Regions from separate parts of the Mus musculus genome. Here region 1 is linked to region 2. Evidence: chromatin contacts called from public HiChIP or PLAC-seq data. All regions are on one chromosome and are shown on one strand. The core of a region is the stretch at or near the end of the contact, and the rest is flanking DNA. Distances in the headings are between cores, read along the strand shown.

What was found. HiChIP or PLAC-seq counts read pairs in DNA pulled down with a chosen protein or histone mark.
Region 1: a contact with region 2 is called in an H3K4me3 HiChIP or PLAC-seq map of bone marrow-derived macrophages, with 4 times the contacts expected there. The contact joins two enhancer-like sites. A contact is called at or near these places in 1 of 39 promoter capture datasets (the 3T3-L1 cell line), 3 of 484 Hi-C or Micro-C datasets (the HL-1 cell line, myocytes and nephron progenitors) and 5 of 115 datasets of contacts at active chromatin or transcription factors (bone marrow-derived macrophages, embryonic limb bud, embryonic stem cells and 2 more).

The regions. Positions count from the first base shown.
Region 1 is chr17:10,557,631-10,562,412 of GRCm38.p6, reverse strand. All of the region lies in intron 4 of Pacrg (PARK2 co-regulated), which reads left to right. It overlaps Gm16168 (a long non-coding RNA gene), which reads right to left. Exons shown (of 3, transcript XR_003952273.1): 3 at 1-4,782. Among named protein-coding and RNA genes, the nearest start is that of Gm52294, 8.1 kb to the right of the region's middle. Within about 2 kb of position 3,457, at least 8 of the 459 cell types and tissues checked have an H3K27ac peak or open chromatin away from gene starts, as enhancers often do. A contact at or near this core is called in bone marrow-derived macrophages, where this site is marked.
Region 2 is chr17:10,333,755-10,338,685 of GRCm38.p6, reverse strand. No RefSeq gene overlaps it. Among named protein-coding and RNA genes, the nearest start is that of 1700110C19Rik, 12 kb to the right of the region's middle. RefSeq lists an enhancer at 1,512-4,931. Within about 2 kb of position 3,260, at least 204 of the 459 cell types and tissues checked have an H3K27ac peak or open chromatin away from gene starts, as enhancers often do. A contact at or near this core is called in bone marrow-derived macrophages, where this site is marked.

The sequences.
Region 1 (4,782 bases), core at 2,208-4,707, 220 kb before region 2:
GCTCCCTGGACACAACAGACATGTAGTTTAAAATGGCCTCTACCTTTTGTTCTCCACAAATCAATATTGTGAGGTAACTATAGTTGTAGTTTCTACAGACAAAAAAAAATGTTCTTCTAGTCCTGGTAATAACTCGTAGAATGAAATCCTTATATTATGTGTGAAGTAATTGAAAATGTGTACTTATCTCTGTTTATCACCACATTACAGAGAACTGCTTCCCTGACCCTATTTCTGAAAGACAGCCTACTGGTCTTAGAACTTTTTACCTACTTTTAACAGCACTCTATTGACCTATTAAACTTCTCTTAATTTCCTACGTTTTAAGAACAAAGCATAACTCATTCCTAATAAAACATATCCAAGGTAATAAAATCAGTTATAAGTGAATTTTGTATTGATATAAATAAGTGTCCCTAAGTAAATAATTTCTATGCCCAACACACAGCGTCCCAAGCCTGCCCGTTAGAGCACAGCTTCACAGTACAAAAACTTCCATTATAAAAACCTGTGAGATAGAATTTAACACATTTTTAAAACCTAACACTGTTCGATTGCAGTGGGAAGATAAATTCTAATTACTATTTAATTTCTTGGTTGAGAGTCTCCAGCATGCAGAATACAAAATTGACTCCAAATTTATGCAATTAATATTAGCACTTAGCCATTCCTTTAGAAAATTCAATGACTCAATTTATTTAGCTCACAAAAAGGCCCAACCAAATAAAAAGTGCTTTAAGTTTGGAAAGTTTAAAAAGTGGCCATTAATATATAGTCAAGTGGTCTGCCATTAGTGCTCTGGTGCCCACTGGTTCACTAAAGGGCCCCTGAGAAGATGGGGAATCCTACAGGCAGTAAGATACTTGAGGTACTGTAGGAATATAAACTTTCTTTTCTTTCCCGAGACCATGAATTAATACATACAGTATGTGATTGAGCCCTGTGATCTGTATATAGATCCATTAAGAAAAACCTCAAAATTTTTCTTTAGACACCAATGGTAAACCAGCCAAACAAAAGCAACCTAGGGAGAAAAAGGTTATTTTGGCTTACAGTTTGTTCTAGTTACTTTTCTTTTGCTGCAATAAAACATCAGAACAAAGCAACTTTTTTTTTTTAAAGCATTTACTTGATCCTTCGGTTCTAGCTCCTGGGGGTTGGAGTCCATGCTGGTGGAACAGAGCAAAGGCATGACAGCAGGAATGGCTGAGTCCCCATCTCAAACCAGGAGCAGAGGCAGAGAGCACACTGGGAATGCCACAAATCTTTGGAAACCGTAAAGCCTATCCCCAGTGATACACCTTCTCCAACGAGGTCATATTTCCTAGTCTCAACAAACAGTTCCACCAACTAGGGACCAAGTATTCAAACTGGAAGCCTATGGTGGCCATCTTCATACAAGCCCCCATGGGCGGCCTAGTTCTAGTTTATCACAGAGGGGAAGCTACAGCAACAAAAACTGGAGGGAGCTGGCCACTCTCCATCCTCAGTCAGAAGCAACAGATTCTCGTACAGGCTTGTGCTCAGCTTGCTTTCTCCATGCTCACACAACTCAGGATGCCCACATTAGGGGATGGTTCCACCCACAGTGGTCAGGTCTTCACACCTCAATAACTATAGTCTAGATAATCCCTCATAAACATTCTCAAAGACTCAGGTTATGCTAGTCTGTGTCAAGCTGACAGTTAAAACTAACACTGCATACAAATTATTTTTGAGTTGATTATTTCTTCTTTGTTTTCTAATGATGTAAACCCAAAGGAATCATTCTACCAACCACACATACAGGGTAGATAGTCCTCTGTTTTAAATTCATAAGGAGATTATTGGTTTGCTAATTTGTCTCTATTGGTTTTGTTGTTGCTGTTGTTGCTGTTGCTGTTGTGGTTGTGGTTGTTGTTAACAGTGACAGACATTCATTTGTGTTTTTTCTACACTAGATTCTGAGGTTAACTCTTTTCATGAATCATCTCATTTAATCCTTAAACCCAGGAGAGAGAAAGTATTCTTCATCCAATTTAACAGATGAGCAAATGAATGCAGGGAGATTAAGTAATTTGCACATTGACAATCAGTTCATAAAAGGGCCCTGATGGCATTATTCAAATGGAGAGAGAAATAAACAGTGATAACTTCCATGGTTTTCCCATCTCATGAATACCCAGCCTCTTCACTGCACCTAATTAGGTGTCTCATTACCGTGTATTAGACAATTGTTCGGATAAACCGATTTCCTTCTTCCAGTGTTTAAACCAGCATGTCCAACTGACAGTGCTGCTGGACTTGTAGCTTTCCCACAGTTGCTGTTGTTTAATCCTTGTTATTCTTTTTATAAGTTTGAGATGATTCAGAGCAATTACAAGAAAAAGCACTTTAGAGAGAAGAGTCGACAAGGCTTAAGCAGGGAGAGACAAGACATGAACTAATTGGCAGAGATTAGTTAGTTGCTCACAATGATCAGGGAAAAAAAAGCAGGAAGCAGGGTGATGGCTGTCTGAGGGGGTAGGGGAAAGACTCAGTGGTTACATGAACAAGCATGTGGACCTGAGTTAGATCCTTACACACAGAGAGAAGATGGGTGTGACCTTGTGCATGCCCTTCATCTCAACACTGCTGGTGGACAGAGATAGAAGGATTACTGGAGTTTGCTGGCCACCAGCTTAGCTCCAGTTTCAGTGACAGACTCCATCTGGAGGTAACATGACAGAGAGTGATGGAGCAGCAACCTTGGTGGCCTCTTCTGACTCCTCCATGTGCGTACATGGACATGTATGTTCCCAACAATGTGCATGCATCATACACACACCTACATAAGAAAAGAAAAAGAATTAGCATTCAGTATCATTAAGTACGACCTAGCTTTTAATACACATGTGTGGCATTGAGCTTAGGTGGAAACGAGGCTCAGATTCAGCATTTAGGCAGTAGTGTGGATTTTTTCAGTGCTTTAGACAGGATCTCCTCTGAATACATAGTATATGCAACACAGTTAATAGAGCATGCCTAGAGTTTTGTCGAGTTAATAAATCTGATCCCAAATGCCCTTGCACATCATGATGTGGGCATCTTCCTGTAAGGTTCTCAAGACCAGAGCTGTCCCTGTGCAGCAGTCTGTCCTTTGTGTAAACACAGTTTTGCTGACTGTGTTTCTAAATGGAAGTGCTCACCATCAGCAAGACTTAACTAGGGACGATTCAGGAGAACTGCAAGAAACCCACTTTGGAGAGAGTTTACAAAGTCTGCCCACTGGAAGATGGGAATGAATTGTAACTTTTGGAAATTAAAAACAAAACAAAACAGCAAACAATAGCACAAGTATAGGTTTACTTTTTTTAGGTTTTGGAAAGATTAATTGCTGGAAAAAAAAAAAAAAAAACGGAGTTCTGTCTGAACTCATTACATCACAGGGAACGTTTCAGGCTGACTCCGTCTTGTGGAAGCGAAGTGCAAGCCCCTGCAGTTACGCTGTAACCACGTTTGCAATATCAGTGTCATGCTCGCAGGGTAGCATTTCACAGCCCTTGTTATTTTCTGGCTCTCACAGTCTCTTTCCTTCCTCTTTTTAAATGTCCCCAAGCCTCAGAAGGATGATACAGATGGCCTGTTAGGGCTCAGCATTGAGACAGCACTGACTCTCAGCACCCAGGTCAGCCAGGAATCTGCATCTACAGCAGCTCATAGCAAAAAGAAACCTCTCTGCTCGGGGCTTAGAATAGCATCTGCCTCTGGGGATAATCATAACTATTTGAAAGACAGTGTTGTCCCTAAACAACAGTGCTGAGTTTCTGTCTCGGGCCTAAGGGTTTGGGGTTGGGTTTATAGTGCCAGATGTGAGTTTCCTCTTGTGGAGTCCTCCTTAGGTTGAAGCAGAGTAGTTGGTTACCTCCATAAGCATTATGCCACTATGGTACACATGGGCACACCTTACCTAGCAGGTTGGTGTTATAGTTGGCAGAGTTCACAGCTGAGTAAAGCCAGCTTTCCCCTCTCCAATAGCCTGCATATCCCCTTTCACCACTGTGAAAGCCAAAGCGCGGGGCAGAAGCTTCCAGCTCAACCCCAGTTTAATTTCCTGTACATTCCCATAAAGAGATCTTATCCTTCACTCAAGATTTCTTACTGAACTTGATACTCACTTATTGGCTTGGCTGGCTGTCCCGTGAGCTCAAGGAGTCACATATAGAGTGTACACACACACACACACACACACACACACACACACCACAGGGGTTATAGATGCAAACATGAGTGTGGGTTTGCATGTTTGTATGGCTGGCACTTTGCCCACTGATCCAACTCCTTGTTACCTCTAGCTGTTATCATTATATCCTGGAATATATAGGAATTGTGCTCATCTCAAAATGTGTAAATATTAATAGTTGTTGGTAGCTTTCTATTTTCTGAATTTTGGTTCAGTACAAGTGACACTGTCTGAGGCCAAAGCTGTCCATACAAATTAAGTAAATGTAGGTCTGCTGTCTCTACAGGATAGAATGTTAGATCACTGCTCTGGCCTGAAAGCAAAATATCACCTTAACAGAGCACTGTCAACACATCCCTGGGCTTGCTGACATCTTGATTATTTCCTATCCTTTTTCTGAGTATCATTTTATTGGACAGGGAATAGCCCAACTGACTGGATTCAGTGTCATGTCTCATAACGCCAAAGAAAATCTTGGATTATTTGTAAGAGTGCTTTACCAGCCAACTTTTAAAAAAGAATGCAATGGAGTAATCTTTCAATATTCTCTTCCCCTTGCACCTCAAAATTCAATCACGTTC
Region 2 (4,931 bases), core at 2,011-4,510:
GAAATAAAAGTGATTATATTATCCTGGGTGTAACTTCTTGGATAGTTTCTCCTGCTACCTATGACGCGACTCCTTTGAACAAGTTTGTCCGTGTATGGAACATCACCAGAGAACACAGAAGACAGGTCAGGGTGGTTTGGACTGTGGCAGCTAGCCAGCTAACTTCAACTCAGTGTGGATGTAGGGTCAGCAGGGCAGTGCTTCCAGTCCTCAGCAGCAATTTTAGGCTTGAGTGTGTGGCCGCCACTCCAGATGCCTTTGGAAATGGCCGGGGGCTGGGCTGCTGGTCCCGTTGGAGGAAGACGTATGCACAAAGTGTACTTGTAAGCTTGGAACGGATCCGGCTGGACATCTCCAGGGTCAAATGTTGATAAACGTTTGAGGAGTAAAATTCAAGCCATAAGAGAAGCCTGTCGAAGCCTCCATGAGGAGAGAATGTGCGGGAGTGTGGAAGGGCCTGCATGAGGAGTGTGGGGGTGTGCTCTTTAACACTGCCATACCAAGTTAACCGGCCCATTTGTTCTGATTGTTTGGATACAAACTGGAGAGTGTGTTCTGGTTTGAGACAGGCTGTGGTTGGTGCCGCCTGTTTGTTTTTGAGACACTCCATGGTGAAGCAGTTGCAGTAGAAAGACTTTGAGGAACATGCCCAGTTCAGAGAACAGCACAACTAACTGAAGCAGGACTTTTCTGCATATTTAATTGCACCTTAAAAAGCAAATGGGAGACTGTTTGAATAATATTTTTTAAAATGTATAGTTGAATTTATTCATAACTTCAGGGCACCGTTACTTCACTGAAATTCCCCAGGATTTGGCTGATCAGAGCTAAAGGATAGTGCGCTTGCTTAGAGTGTGCCTGCCAGCTGTAGGACCTATGCCCGCTATCAGAGACAACTAACCCTCACGTGGATCCCAAAGATGGGGACAGACTTGTTTCCTCAAGATAACTTTATTACCGATTTCTTGTAACCGAATCAGTTCATGTTTAATACAGAGATAACAGATAAGCCAAACATACTGAGGTAAATAAATACTTAAAAATACTTCATGACACTTAAATAATATAATAAAATCCAAATCTTCCCCCTTTAACTTATTCCATGTAGAATAAAATTATTGTCTGTATTCATTCATAATTTATACAAAATTCCTAGAAGTGAGATTATAGCCCAAAGGCATACAGAATCCTGTATGTTGGCACTTAGCATCAAATTGCCTGCAGAAATCTTTCAGTTCAAAAAGCCTCATTTTGTGCATTAGAATGCTCACATCCCCTTCTTCCTAATGTGAACAATGTGTTTAGAATAGGCCTTGCGATTTTATGGGTAGTAACAGTTTCTGTGATTGTGTAATTTTCCTGGACAAACGTGTACCCTCCATGTTCACATGTTCATCCCTAGCTCCCTCTGCCCCATCAGAAAACGTCACTCTTTCCCGACCCCTAAGGTTATATCTGAGCTTTCATGGAACCTCATTCTAGCACATTCTAGGATGTTCTACTCAAGGATAATAGAACAGGGGCCTGACCTTCCTTCTTCTGTGAATCTTACACTTTAAAATACAGCCCCTCCTACCACCTATTCCCATATAGGTTATTTTAATATACCACTTTTAAGGTGAAGTTAATTGGTGACATCGTTCCAGAAGAATAGACACATTTCTTAAAGGCTCATAATTTACAGGAAACCAAGTTATGGTGGCACAGCCAGGATTTTAGCACTGGGAAGGCAAAGGCAGGAGGTTGGTTACGAGTTCCAAGTCAGTCAAAGGTACCTTAGGAAGAAGACAGCGTGCTCAGAACAAGCCAGTAAGCAGATCGGCAAACTCGTCAAAACGCCAGCCAAAATAAAAAAACACACAAAAACTTGGGATGAATTGTATGCGCTCTGCTCACTGGTTCTAAAAGCACACTTCGAGTCAGTGGGGAGCTAGCTCTCTGGAGTCCTTTGCAGATCCTAGCAAGGCCAACTGGAAAGATCACCGGAGTAGAAGCCACAACGATAGACAACCACAAAGTAGTCGTGTTTACAAACTCAGTCCTATCACCTCACAAAATGGCGACAGAATCTGTACATTCTTTTGATCAAAGCTACGCAATGCTCACTGAAAACATTTACTAAATATTCCTACTAACTCGCACTTTTCCACGAAATGCCCTGGTGCAGAAGCACAAGAAATTCAGTCTTTCTCCTGTGCGGAATGTTTAGGAATCACATAGTCAGGTCTGGGTGACAGGGCAGGGTGGGATCCTGGGGACATGTTTTGAATCTTCCAACATGAAGTCTTAGCTCTCTACAACTGACTTACAGGCTGTCACGGAGCTGCGCAGAGCTTCTAGTGTGTTCAAAAGGAAGCTAGGGCTCAGTTTCTGCTTTGCCTCCCTTTGGCAGAGCTAAAGTTTGGGCCATGACCAGGCCTGAGGTAGGATTTCCTAGTTTTTTTTTTTTTTTTAGCATCCTAGGAAGATAGATGAGCGGAGCCAAGGTTACTTGTTTCTTGCATCCGGAACGAGTGTTTTAAAGTAACAAAACCTTAATCTTTTTGGATATTGAGACCTACAAAGGAAAATAATCAGCATTGTATGGATGACTTCAATAGACTAGCTGCCTGCAGACTCCCCCGCCTGGGAGTGACATTGAGGGAGCCCTCAGATCTCGGTGTCTGGAGACGCGAGCCAATGGGGGCTAGGCAGACGATTCTTTCTGGTGCTTGATGTTCCGGACATTCCGACGTCCCCGGTTCATTTCCAATGTATGAATACATCACTCTTTCTATTAAGATACCACGAAGACCACCTGTTACTACAGGTGATTTACATTCCAAGCTAGAATTATAGATTCCTTTATGCAAACATATTTAGGGAGAGTTCACTTTAAGACGGAATTTAGCTCCCTAATGAAAACAGCGCATAAAGGACCCTAACAGCTTCTGCGAGAGGTCCAGACTCTTAACTGGAGAAAGTGGGGCTTAAAAGAAAATGCGGGTAGGTTCTTTGTCTCCTAGGAAACTCATTTCCGACTTGGGAATCGGGCGAGTTACTCCCCTGCCTCACGCACATTCCTACCCGCTCCAGAGCGCTCCAGCGGGCAAAGATGGAACTCTGTTCTTTCTTTTGTGTAGCCCGACCGTTTGTTTCTCTCCTGACAACAGCTTCTCCTCCCTTCATCCTCCCCGCTTTCTTCCGGGCCTGGGAACTGCGAGGCCAGGAGCTGTGTGGCCGTCCCTTTGCCGGGTTTCGGGTCCCTGTGCGCAGGCACGCATTCATTAGCGCCACAAGAGCACCAGAGTCCCGGACACCTCATAAATATTTAGAGGTTCCCACCACCTTCCAGAGAGCCAGGGGGAGAAAGAGAATTTAGTGTGGAGTTGGTCAGGGTAATATGCATGTGAATCAGAAGTGGGGACAAAGGATGAAAGGTGCTGGAAACTCCAACAAACCCGTGATCCCCGGGGGTCATTCTGCCTGTTCCTGCCCACACTATCCCGGGCCGGCCTTCTTCCTGCGCATGAGCGGACTGAGCCTGTTTCCGAAGACTGTTGGCAAAGGATGTGTGCTCTTTGTTCTGTCCCGCTCTTTCTTAACAGACAGGTTTGCTTTGCCCTCTCCACTGCGCTGGCGGCTGCCTTCTCCTTTGCCACCCACAGAAGTGAGGCATGAAGATCTAGGGGTCTACACTAATACGTAAGGCAAGAAAAGGGAACAGAATGTGGCTGTGTCGGGGAAAACGTGCGCAAAATCAGCCTGTGGGTTAGACACAATACATCGACACTCACTATGGAAGGTTGAAAAACTTCCATAAATGTTCTGTGCACAGAACCCAGAATCCCAAGAGAAAGTCTGCACGCAAACAGCTACCTTGACACCCACACACCCTATGAAGCTTTTAAAAACTATTTTTAAACACTCCTCCTGGCTTTTATTTTGGGAGGTCTGGAGTGCACAGAGCAAGGGAGAGAGCAAAGGCTCAGAGCTCAAGAGAGGAAGCTAGAGCAGTCTTCCTTTCTTCCTAAAGCACTGTCTCACAGGAAGGATGACCAATGGCCTTAAAGCCTGGGAGTGAATACAGGGGCAGTAAAGGATGGATTGGCCAGGCTAGTTTTCATCAGAAAGGAAGAGGATGGCAACATGGAACTAAGCAGCTTTGGGACAAAGACTCCTCTGTGGAAAGGGGGTTGCTTTAACCAGGTAGGAATTTTAAGTCAAAGCCTTGTAATACCTAACAGTGGTTGAGATGAAACACATGGATTATAGGTCTTATGAAGCATCCTGCTTAGTTTGGGGTACACACTATACAGCAATGAGAGCCTGAATAGTTAGCAATAGAAAATAACTTACATCCTAGTTCACATTTTGGAAATACCTGGGATTGCAACTATGTTGCTTTGAACGAAAGTGTACAAATATTACTAGTTAAATCTTACTATTAGGAAACATCGGAGGAAATGTGCTAAATTTCATAAAAACTTCCAATTTGCCCCAGTTCACTACTTACTACAAGAAACCTTCAATCAGATAGAAGCTCACTGAAAATTAAAAGGAATCTGGACAAAGCTGGTAAACTGGTACCTTGCCCTTATAAGCTGGTGAAAACTAGCTCCAATCACCTTAAGGCAGGAGGAAGTTTATGGATCAGGGTGACAGAAATGTGAATCAACCGTAATGAGCTCAAGAGCCCCAACAAGCCACAGGGAAATGCTCTCTTCAGCTCTGCTTTTTCCTGACTTCTTCAGCAAGCCCCTCACCGAGCTACCAGGATTCCTGAAGCATCTTTATCTTCAGCCAGTAATCTGCCTAAACAAGGGGCCCTGTTTTCTGCTGACAGCTTCAGCAGCACTTGCCACTCTTGCTTTGGGTCAAGTAGTAGCTATCCTTGAACCAGTTACTGGGACCAACATTGTGTGTCCCTCCACTCATCGTGGACTGCCTGC